Linked DNA regions of Mus musculus: region 1 is linked to region 2. The links are chromatin contacts, called in public Hi-C maps. All regions are on one chromosome and are shown on one strand. Each heading gives the region's core, a stretch centred on a gene start, on an enhancer-like site or on the middle of the called end of the contact. The rest is flanking DNA. Distances are from core to core; before and after follow the strand shown.

Region 1 (5,066 bases), core at 2,419-4,918, 97 kb after region 2:
TTGGGCTTTTTGTTATTTTGTTTTCCAAGGCATGGTTTCTCTGTAGTCCTGACTGTCCTAGAACTCAATCTGTAGACTAACAGAGATCTGCCTGCCTCTGCCTCCCGAGTGAAGGAATTAAAGGCATGCATTACCACTGCCTGGCTTGTGTTTCTGGCTTTTAAAGTTTCTATATTTGCTACGCCTTTGGCATGGCTTTCTTCTCTTTCTTCCATCCCCAAAGTACATATAGTGACCATTTGAAAGTGTCACAAAGATTATGCTTTTAAAAATTTGTCACTTGGGCTGAAGAGATGGCTCAGTGTTTTTAAGAATACTTGTCGCTCTTGCAGAGGACAGAGGTTCAGTTCCCAACACCCACATGCCTCCATTTGCAAACACAGTTTTAGGAGATCCATGCCTGCTCTGACCTCCCTGGGTATTAGACATGCATATGATATACATAGTATACATACATGCATGTAAACAAACGCTCATAATAAGTAAATCTTATAAATAAAATGTAATCAGTTTCTTGAATTAAATGATGCAGCCTTATAGCTTCTCTCAAGCCCTGATATTTTGTCCTCCACGTGGTCCATTCCATGGGTGAGGTTTTTCCACTGAGATTTTTCTTATTATTTGCCTTATTTAATATTTCACTTCTATTCATTTTTGGTTGCTTTTTGCGAGCAAAAAGCAAGATGGTGACAAGCGAGATGCCTCAGGAGCAGGAGTGTGGCATTTGCCCTCATGAGCCAGCACTCAATGTGATCCTGTAGTACCAAAGAGAGAGAGTGCCAGAGTCAGCTGAGCTACTAGCCTTTGACCTAAGGAGCTGATGGGATCTCTGTGCAGTACTGTGGTAGTGGGGTGGTAGAGCATCAGGATCATTAGGAGTTCTGGCCTTTGATCTGACAAGCAAGTTGACTCTGTGGCAGTTGAGGATGAGGTACTAGTATTAGCAGGAGTGTCAGCCTCTGATTCTGAAAAGTGATCAGCAGCAGTGATCTCCATGTATCGCCTGGGACAGGGGGTGGGGGTGAAATTTTGGGTCAGCAGGAGCACTGGCCAGTGACCAGACAAGCAGATAGGTTCTCTATATGGCTGGGGTTTGGAGTTCTGGGTCACTAAGGGTGCTGGTTGCTGACCTCTTGCGCGCACCGGACTCGACCAGCAAGAACGACGCTGCAACAGGATCCTTCTGCACACGTTGATTGGGAGAGCTTGATTGCAGAGGCGAAAAGACTTCGAGCCCAGAACTGGTGCTGCTTTTATAGGCCTAGGAGAGGCGTGTCTCATACCCGGATTGGTTATGCACTAAGCCTCATTTGCATGTTCCTCATCTGATTGGTTATACTCTCAGTACCTTACAGAACCTCATTATCATGCCTGGGCCAGGCAGTGTCTTTGCAAAAAACTTTACTGCATATGTACACATTGGTTGTTTGTCCAATCTTATGTATGGTGGCCAGCAGTAGTCAGTGCCACTCAGCAACGGCACATGTGGCTTCCCACACTGACCTGAGGAATCAGGGTCTCAACTCATTCTGTGGCAGTTGAGGGATATGCCAGGGCTAGCAAGAGTTCTAGCCTCTGACCTAATGAGAAAGCAGGAGTCTCTATGTGACTCTGTTGCAGCTAAATAGTGGTGGACCTCGTGTGTTCTTAAGCAAGGTGTTTAGCCTCTCCGTACATACTTTCATTATGAGTTAACTTAAGATAATACTAATGTACAGGGCACGAGACTATCATGAAGATTCACAAGGTAATTAGAGAAAGTGAGAGCAGCCTTCCTGTGATGAGGCAAGCTTTGTTCAAACCCATGAGGATGTCAAGTGAGCTGATAGCCTGCAGGGGAGGAAGAACAGAGGCATGGAAGATCGTGGAGTGATGCTTAACATTTTAAATCAAAATTAGAATAGGACTGTGATGCACCTACAGTCCTGACTACTAAAAACGCTGATTCGGGGCAATCAGCGAGCCTAGGAACTCAAGGCTATCCTGGGCAACACAGTGAACCCTCATCTCAGTAAGGCAAACCAACAGCATGACTGCTTCCTATTTCTCCACTTTGTACTAGGGTTGCTGAATATAAGTTATGAATTCCAAAATGAAGGTACTCAAGTTTGTGCGGGGGTTTTGTTTTGGTTTTGTTGTTGCTGCTGTTGTTTCTATATTTATTTATTTGAGGTTGTGTGCATGTGCCATTCATAGTGTGGATGCCTGATGTCTCCTTCCACCATGTGGGTGTCAGAAATTGAACTCACATCATCAGGCATACTAGCAAATACCTCTTTAACCACTGAGGAATCCTGCCAACCCAATATTCAGTTTTCAACTCACAAATTCTATGTACTTTGTATATAGCCCTAACATCAGTAGAAATTTCAAAGAGGGCCAAAGGAGAGGCCAAGAGTTGATGTTATTATCCTTATTTTGAAAGTAGGGATATTCTGTCTCAGAGTGATGAAAAGGAACTCTGTGTAACAGGTGTTACACAGAGAAGTGAGAAAACCAAAGGTCCTCCTACTGAGCATGGAGGCTGGGGATACAGCTCAGTGTGAAGAGCCCATACTAGCACGCACAAGGCCTTACTCAATCCCCAGCGTCACACATGCACAAAACCAGCAACAATCCAAGCAAGAAGAACTGTGCCTAATGCGTCCAAACACCTGAGCTTTGGAAGGGGCTGCTCTTCTTTGACATTAGCCAAACTCTAACAGTTTTTCCCTTCTGACATTAGAGCCAGCACTCTGTCCACTGTGCCACACAGCCACCTAGTTTTCCTTCTTTGCCTCGTTTGCATCTAGGGGTCAAGCTTTACTTTAAAATAAATACAACAGGTTTTATCTAAGTCTTAATAATAAATAGTTTATCCATTCAGAGGTGCCTTCCTCTGGTAGATTTTTAACTAAAAAATTCAAATCAAGTGTGTCACATTCTGAGATATGTCAAATTTTGTTCTTCTTATGTTTAGGTGTTAAGACGGTCTCAGGTTTTGTTCCCTAAGTTTATTTTTGATTCTGAGAGCCTTTACCTTAGGATTAGCCAGGGTGTTCTTCATTTGCAGTGTTTCCATACAGTGAAGAGAGAAAACTGGAGAAGGAAATCAAAAGGATGGCACTGTCTTGTAGCATGCTCTTATCATGTATGGACATTGGCCTGAGGTCCACACTCAACCCTGTTAGACGAGATCCAGGTGTTAGCAACCCTACCAAGATTGAGGGCTGCACACTCCAGATAACGCTGCTCGCCGCTGCCCACCAGAGGGCGTTCTATGCTCTCATATGTCTTCTCCCTGGGTAGGGCTTGAGCTAATTACGCAGCAGCCTGGGCTCACTCCTCAGAATGGGAAATGAGAAGACCTAAACATGACAAGAAATGTAAAGCTCATGGTTAAAAAAAAAAAAAAAAAAAAAAAAACTGTTCTTTCTCTCCCTTATCACCGTCTCAGACGAGTGCCACTGGAGTGCAAATACATTTATCTACAGAGCCAATTGGCTCGGCAAGTCGTACATCTTCAGAGTTCATCTCCTATGATTCAGAGCCTTTTGGCTCTTGGGAAAAAGAAATCGTATTCTCACCCATTCCAAATTGCTAAACTCAGGCTCTTAGCTGACGCTGTGTGTAGGAATGGGTCATAACCTCTGGGCTGGAGAAGGTGCTTTGCAACTTTGGGCTGGAAAGGTGACGGGGAATTCTATCTGTAAATTGTGGTGGCCTGAACCTCACTGTCTCAGGCCTTAGGAGCAATACATCACAGCAGAGGGAGAAAAGAAAAAAAAAAAAAAAAAACACTACAGATGGAAGCAAGCGCTCGTTCCAGAAATGCATCCCCTCAGCTGTCTCTTACACCATCCTTCCTTGCCAGCCCTATAGGTTCAAAGACAAGTGTATCTAACACAGACTGTCTGATTTCCCCCACCAAGTCTTTCCTCAGGTTAACTGTTCACGAAACGCCCCCTTCCTGCCAGAGGGTGGTTTCCGCACCAGCGTTTGCTTCATCTATGTTCTCTTTCTCCTTTGATAAAGGCCAGGCTTATTAATATGGTGCTTGCTGGTGCGCACCTATAATCCCAGGAGGGCTAACACAAATTTGAGGTCAGCCTGGTTTATGTAGTGAGTTCTAAATCAGCTAGGGTTGCACAGTGAGATCCTGTTTAAAAAAAAAAGACAAACGCGTGCTCAGGCGCGCGTACACACATATACAACTGGGGAATATGATTAAAAACACGCACTTGCTTATACAATCTTCAAACAGGCAGTGAGATTGATTGTAATGGATACCTGAAAAGATGACTTCAGGACAATGCTCAATTGTCTCCAAGAGTTCCCCAGCAGCACTGTCTTCACCCAGTACTTGGAGACCAAAGAGTTTCCCCCAACAGACTTGCATCTTACATTAACTAAGCTCCCAGAAACAGCAATGTACAAAGCTGAGCGCTCATTAATTTACAGTAAGAATGCAGCCACTAGGCCAGCGGAAGTCCTGACTCAGCACACCAGAACAGTCTTCCTCCTGTGCTAAATGTCTCCAAATCCAAATTACAATCAGAAAGCTGGTTTGTTCACTTAAAGTGAAAGAACTGACGTGTGCCATATGTTCGTGTCAGCTCAAACTCTTTGGGCAGAGAAACTGCATTATTCGGCCTCCTAGTAAGTGAGAAACCAGAGCAAGGGCATTGGCTGGACCTTGGACAGAGTCTCCTGCCGTGAACGGATAGCTGTGCCCAGAAAACTATGTCACTTAAAACCTGTAAGCCCTGCCTTCTTTCTGCAGTAGGTAGCCATGGGCACTGCCAGGGTTAGACCTGACAACTCTTCCTAGTCTGTGCTTTCATTTGCCATGACCATTGGACAAAACACTGTACAGACTGGAGAGTAATATCAGTTAGTTTCTGCTTACTTTGTAGGTTTGTTCCCAAATGATCTCAATCAAAATTTTGCAGTTTGGAACTAGGTTTCCCAGCACAGATGGCTAATTCAAGTTCCTAAGCATCAATTTTACTCGTTTAGCTCCTGGAAGTCTTGGGATGGTTGTTTCAAGCAGCATTGCATTTTCTATACGTAGAAAAGCACCCTCT
Region 2 (5,665 bases), core at 2,928-5,427:
AATATTAATTCATCCATCTGATCTTTAAGTATGTCAGGTTTCTTCATCTTCTAGTGTCTTCCTTGATTTCTTTTTCCTTCAGTTTTTAAAGTTTCCTTTCAGAGAGCTGTCACATCTTTAGTTAAGTTTCTTCTGAAGTATTTTTGCTTCTCGGTTTGTTTGTTTGCTTTCCAATCTTTTGTGCGTGGGATTATTTTCTTGATTATCTCCTCAGTATGCCTGTCACTAATAAATAAGAAGGTCACCGATTTGTGTCCTGTTACCTTACAGAAAGCGTTTATCAGCTCTGGGAGTTTCCTGCTAAGATTCTTTTGGCCTCTTATATAGAGCATCTTGCCATCTGTAGCTAGAGATATGCTGCCTTCCTTCTTTATTTACCCTTTTATTTGCTTGTGTTATTGGGCTAGCTATGACTTCCAGGACTACACTGAGTACAAAAATTTTTTAAAAGGTGTTCTCACTTATTTTAGTGGAATTGTACTGAGTTTTCCAACATTTTGTATAATTTTGGTATAAGTTTCTTGTATATAGCACTTATTACGTTGAGATATGTTCTTCTTATTGAGTTTCTTCGGGACATTTATCAAAAGGGGGTGCTGAAGAGATAGCTCGGTGTAAGAGTACTTGCTGATCTTGTAGTGGATCAGAGTTTGTTTCCAGCACCCAAAATAAGTGCCTCACAGTCACCTGTAACTTTAACTCAAGTAGCTACAAAACCCTCTTCTGTCTTCATGGGCACCTGCATGCTCATATGTGTGCATGAACACACACACGCATACACATAAATTGTTTTAGAAAGTACCAAGGAAGAATTTGGATGAGCCATTTCTCCCCCCTCCTTCCATTTTATATTATAGTTTAGTAGTGGTCTCCAGGTGTGCTGGCTAGTTTTATGTCAACTGGAAACAAGCTATAGTTATTTAAGAGTAGGGAACATTTAAGAAGAGGTAAGCACAATTACCTCCATAAAATCTGTCTGTGGTCTAGTCTGTAGAATAATGTGTTAATTAGTGATTGATGGAAGAGTGCCCAGCCCATTGTGGGGACACCCTTGGGCTATTGGTCCTGGGTTCTATAAGAAAGCATTATAAGTAGACAATAGGAGCAAGCAACTAAACTGCATCCCTCCATGGCCTCTGTATAAACTCCTGCCTCCAAGTGCCTGCCTGGTTTGAGTTCCCGCCTTGGCTTGTTTCAGAGGACTGTGATTCAGGATACAAGAGCCAAACAAAACCCTTTCTCCCCAAGTTGTTTTTTGGTCATTATGTCTGATCATAGCAATATTAAACTAAATCACTAGGGACGAGCACACTAATTGATTATCAAACATCAAATGTGGTCTAAAATCATATATATATATATATATATATATATATATATATATATATGGTTTGACCAGGTTTTATTGACATATTTAAGAATATACATATGTGTGTGTTTTGTGTATGTGTAAGTATATATGTATATGTGTGTATAATAAAAATTAAACAAAAAGAGATTGTAAATTTGGAAGAAAGTGCCTATCTCGCTCCATAGCCATCTTGGCAGCTGATCTTGGTTGGAGGTTGTCCTGCACTTAAGGCAGGAAGATGGTGGCCACAAAGAAGATGAAAGTCTCTGGAGTCAATCAACTCTAGGCTCCAGCTTGTTATGAAAAGTGGAAAGTATATGCTGGGGTACAGACACTGAAGATGATCAGACAAGCAAAGTGAAGTTGGTTACCCTTGCCAACAACTGCCCAGCTTGGAGGAAATCTGAAATAGAATACTATGCCATGTTGGCTAAAACTGGTGTCCATCACTACAGTGGCAATAATATTAAATTAGGTATAGCATGTGGAAAATACCACAGAGTATGTACACTGGCTATCATTGACCCAGGTGATTCTGATATTATTAGAAGCATGCCAGAACAGACTGGTGAGAAGTAAACAAGAAAGTTTTCCTTTAATAAAACTTTGCCAGAGCTCCTTTTGAGAAAAAAAATGGAAGAAAGCAAAGGGGAATGTTCATGGGAAGGAGACTTTTTTTCTTTTCTCTTTTATTTTTTCATCAAATATATATACTCTGATGACTATTTTCCCTCCCTCTATTCATCCTCACTTTCCTCCTCCCCTGGAGTTGCCTCAACTCTGTCTCTTCTTAGAAAACATACAAGCACCTTGGGAAATAACACAATAATATTTAGTAAGACAAACATAGCAGAAAAGAAAAAAGCAAATAAACGGAAGGTAAAGACACCCTCATTCACATACTCAGGAACCCGATAAAACACAGAAGTGGAACTATAATATGCATGCAAAGGCCCTTTGAGTGGTCAAAGTCATACTTCTTTCCCCATTGATGGTGCTATCCACATCACCTCCCGTCTTTGCCTGAGTGCTCTATTTTCTGTACCTTTTGGGAACAAGTATGAACTATGACATCAATCCAATTTGCTCCTGAGTATATTATTAACTTCTTTTATTATTTTACTATATATTATTAACTGAGTCTCGCAGTTGTAAGTTGCTGTTTCTCAGTGGAAATACCCCCCCCCCAATTTGGTATGGTACAGGAGAAGCGAGAAAGGAGGGAAGTCGACCTCAAGATGCCACTAAGAAAGAGGAAGGGGAGAGATGCTGAAACATGATGGAGTACCATGCTCTGTACAATGCTATAGCTGTAAGGAAAATAAATTGTTTCCTGCCCTAATACATTCTTCTTTCTTACATAGGATCAAAAAATAGTCACAGATAGTACAGTGGAACTAATTCCTAAAGTAGTCGTGTGTGTGTGTGTGTGTGTGTGTGTGTGTGGTTTGGGTGTGCACTTTATTTAGAGTAGAATGTTTGTAACCAGGGTGGCTCTCAGGCAGCATGGGTTTCTGGGTTGCACTCCCAGCACACTCCCAGCTTCCTCTTTTCTTATATTTTCAATCATCCTTTTTTAAAATAGAGGGACTGCCCATGACTATGGAATAGCGCAGAGGTTTTGAAAGATGTACTTTAGTGGTTTATCCTCTTTATCAAACACAATCAGTTGCAAAATTCCAAAATGTAAAGGCGAGGAAAACAAACTTCCTTCTGAGAACACACTGGAGAGCACGTTTGGGCCTCCCTTTCCCCAACTCTTAGTTACATCTGCTTCTGACGCAGCATGGAGAAGCAGACTGGGCACCTCTCTTCCACTCTGTAGACTGAGCTTGGCCTAGAGAAGCCTGAACCGCCGGACTAAATAGAGGTTTTACCTAACGTCAAGTGGACCGGTCCAAAAGATTATCTAGAGTATACCCCCACGTTTCTCTGTGACATGATGACTGAGCAAAGCGGGGCTTCTCCCTCAGACAGCTGGCATGGGGCAGATTGGATGCAGAGAGGACCTCACTGCTCCCCAGTTACTCTGTGGTTAGTCTGGCTTTGTTCATGTTTGGGCTCTTTCTGAGATCAGTGAAAATAAAATATTGTATTTTGAACATAATTAGATTTTATAAACCCAGAGGTTATGAAGTCCTGCTGAGGCTTCTCTCTGTGTGAGGTAATTATGCCAGTTGCAGAGAAATGTGCTTTAAAGGCAACTGTTGCCCACTTGGCAGACACTATTGACTTAACATATAAGAGCTGATTAAAAATAAACCATCGCTCTCTCTGAGGAAAAAGCATGATGCTAATATAAAGTAATTAGACTCGGATTCATGACTAGATTGTACAACTTCTGTGAATACCACAGTTAGGGCAAAATTACAGAGAGCTACCAGAGGCTGGACAGAGGGATACTATGTATCTTTCTCACTGCCAAGGTTAACCATTAAATCCCAATTAATGTTTCACGTTAGGGCCCTTTTAGCCATTTTACTAATTTCATAGTCATCCTAGCTCAAGATAGTGACTCTCCACCTTGCATGTGTAGATTTCCCATCATGGCTCTGAAGAAACATTCCATTCACCCTTACGCTCAAAAATACAGGCTAGTGTCTGTTTCTGTGATTTGCCTTTAGTAAATGTTAGGAATGTGATCTTAAATGAGCCATTTTTGCTCTGAGCAGTAAGAAGATTCCTGATGAGCTGTATAACAGAAAAAGGAAAAGGTAAGCAAAACAACACAAAGCTAAGAAACCATAAGTACTGACTGTGACCATAAAGACAAATCTAAAATTAGCAGCTTTCTCTCAGAGCACAGGAAGGAAATCATGAGTAGTCCAACACCAGGGCCTGCGTGCGAGGTGTGGCAGTCGATGAGTCTTCTCTTTCACTTTTCACATCCTGCCTGAAGACATGTTTCTTCCAACTTTTTCATTTTCATTAGTATATATTAGCTGTACTTATACCCGATGGGTTGCAGCGCTGCCTTTTCATAGATGTATATAATGTAGTCTGATCAGATCCACCCCCTGTCATCATCTCTTATCCACCTGCCACTCCGGCTGCCTCTTTTCCTCATCCCTGCTGGTCCCCATCTACTTTCATGTCTTTTATCATGTAATAAGTTTCATTAGAGTTCCTCAAAGGAGCATGAGTATTTTGAATACAGGAGCATCAGCAACTTACCAATGGCTACCCTACTTAAGAAAATGCCTTCTGCCACCCGGATGTGTGCTGTTCTCGTGAGAGTTGTCCCTCTTTCTAAGCCAGGCACTCCGTGAGGACGAAGCCATGTTCACCTCGAGAGACAAGATTGTGAAGCTCAATGGCAAGACGCTGGATGAGTTCGACTCTGGAATCTCTCAGGCGCAGCTCGAGCTGGAGATGAACTCCGATCTCAAGGCGCAGCTGCAGGAACTCACCATCACCGCAGCCAAGGAAATTGAAGTTGGTGGTGGTCGGAAATCTATCGTAATTTTTGTACCAGTTCCTCCCCTTAAATCTTTCCAGAAAATCCAAGTCCGGCTAGTTCGTGAATTGGAGAAAATGTTCAGTGAGAAGCATGCAGTCTTCATTGCTCAGAGGAGGATTCTGCCCAAGCCAACCCGGAAAAGCCGTACGAAAAATAAGCAAAAGCGCCCCAGAAGCTGCAAACTGACAGCAGTGCACGACGCCATCCTTGAGGACTTAGTCTTTTCAAGTGAAAGTGTGGGTAAGAGGATCCGTGTGAAACCGGATGGCAACCAGCTCATAAAAGTTCACTTAGACAAAGTACAGCAGAGCAACATGGAACACAAGGTCGAAACTTTTTCTGGTGTGTACAAGAAGCTCGCAGGCAAGAATGTTAATTTTGAATTCCCAGAGTTTCAGTTGTTAAGAAAAAGACTGAATAAAGTGTCATTCATGGTAAAAATAATAATTAATAATAATAATAATAATAATAATAATAATAATAAATAAATGCCAACTTTCCCCAACGATCATGAATTTTACATATATATCTTCGGGGAGGGTGAGGCCTCATGAGCTCCCTCAACTCAATATCAAAATGGTCTGCCTAAGAACTTTACTATAAAAGGTAAAAAGGGAAGTATAGCAGTAAATTGTGAAGTAAAGGTTTTATTTTAGAGCTATACCGTTATCATAAAAAATGCACCTCAAGCAAGGTAAGTAGAGTCATGTGTTTGTGTGATTGAGTTGGGATCTCACTAGTTGGTACCCCAGCTAGCCTCAAGCTTCAAGGCTCAAGCAATCCCCCTGCTGCAGCCTATGGAGTAGTTATACCTGCAGGCATTGCCACTGTACTCAATAAACATACATTCCAAA

What was found. A called contact is a pair of places that touch in the nucleus more often than the background predicts.
Region 1: a Hi-C map of CD8 T cells shows a contact between it and region 2, with 2.6 times the contacts expected there. The contact joins two enhancer-like sites. A contact is called at or near these places in 1 of 15 datasets of contacts at CTCF or cohesin (CD8 T cells), 5 of 484 Hi-C or Micro-C datasets (CD4 T cells, CD8 T cells and nephron progenitors) and 2 of 115 datasets of contacts at active chromatin or transcription factors (the 230-238 cell line and embryonic stem cells).

Annotation. Positions count from the first base shown.
Region 1 is chr6:67,316,898-67,321,963 of GRCm38.p6, reverse strand. All of the region lies in intron 8 of Il12rb2 (interleukin 12 receptor, beta 2), which reads left to right. Among named protein-coding and RNA genes, the nearest start is that of Serbp1, 52 kb to the right of the region's middle. Within about 2 kb of position 3,668, at least 16 of the 459 cell types and tissues checked have an H3K27ac peak or open chromatin away from gene starts, as enhancers often do. A contact at or near this core is called in CD8 T cells, where this site is marked.
Region 2 is chr6:67,413,978-67,419,642 of GRCm38.p6, reverse strand. It overlaps the pseudogene Gm4761 and the pseudogene Gm44083. Among named protein-coding and RNA genes, the nearest start is that of Il12rb2, 41 kb to the right of the region's middle. Within about 2 kb of position 4,177, at least 35 of the 459 cell types and tissues checked have an H3K27ac peak or open chromatin away from gene starts, as enhancers often do. A contact at or near this core is called in CD8 T cells, where this site is marked.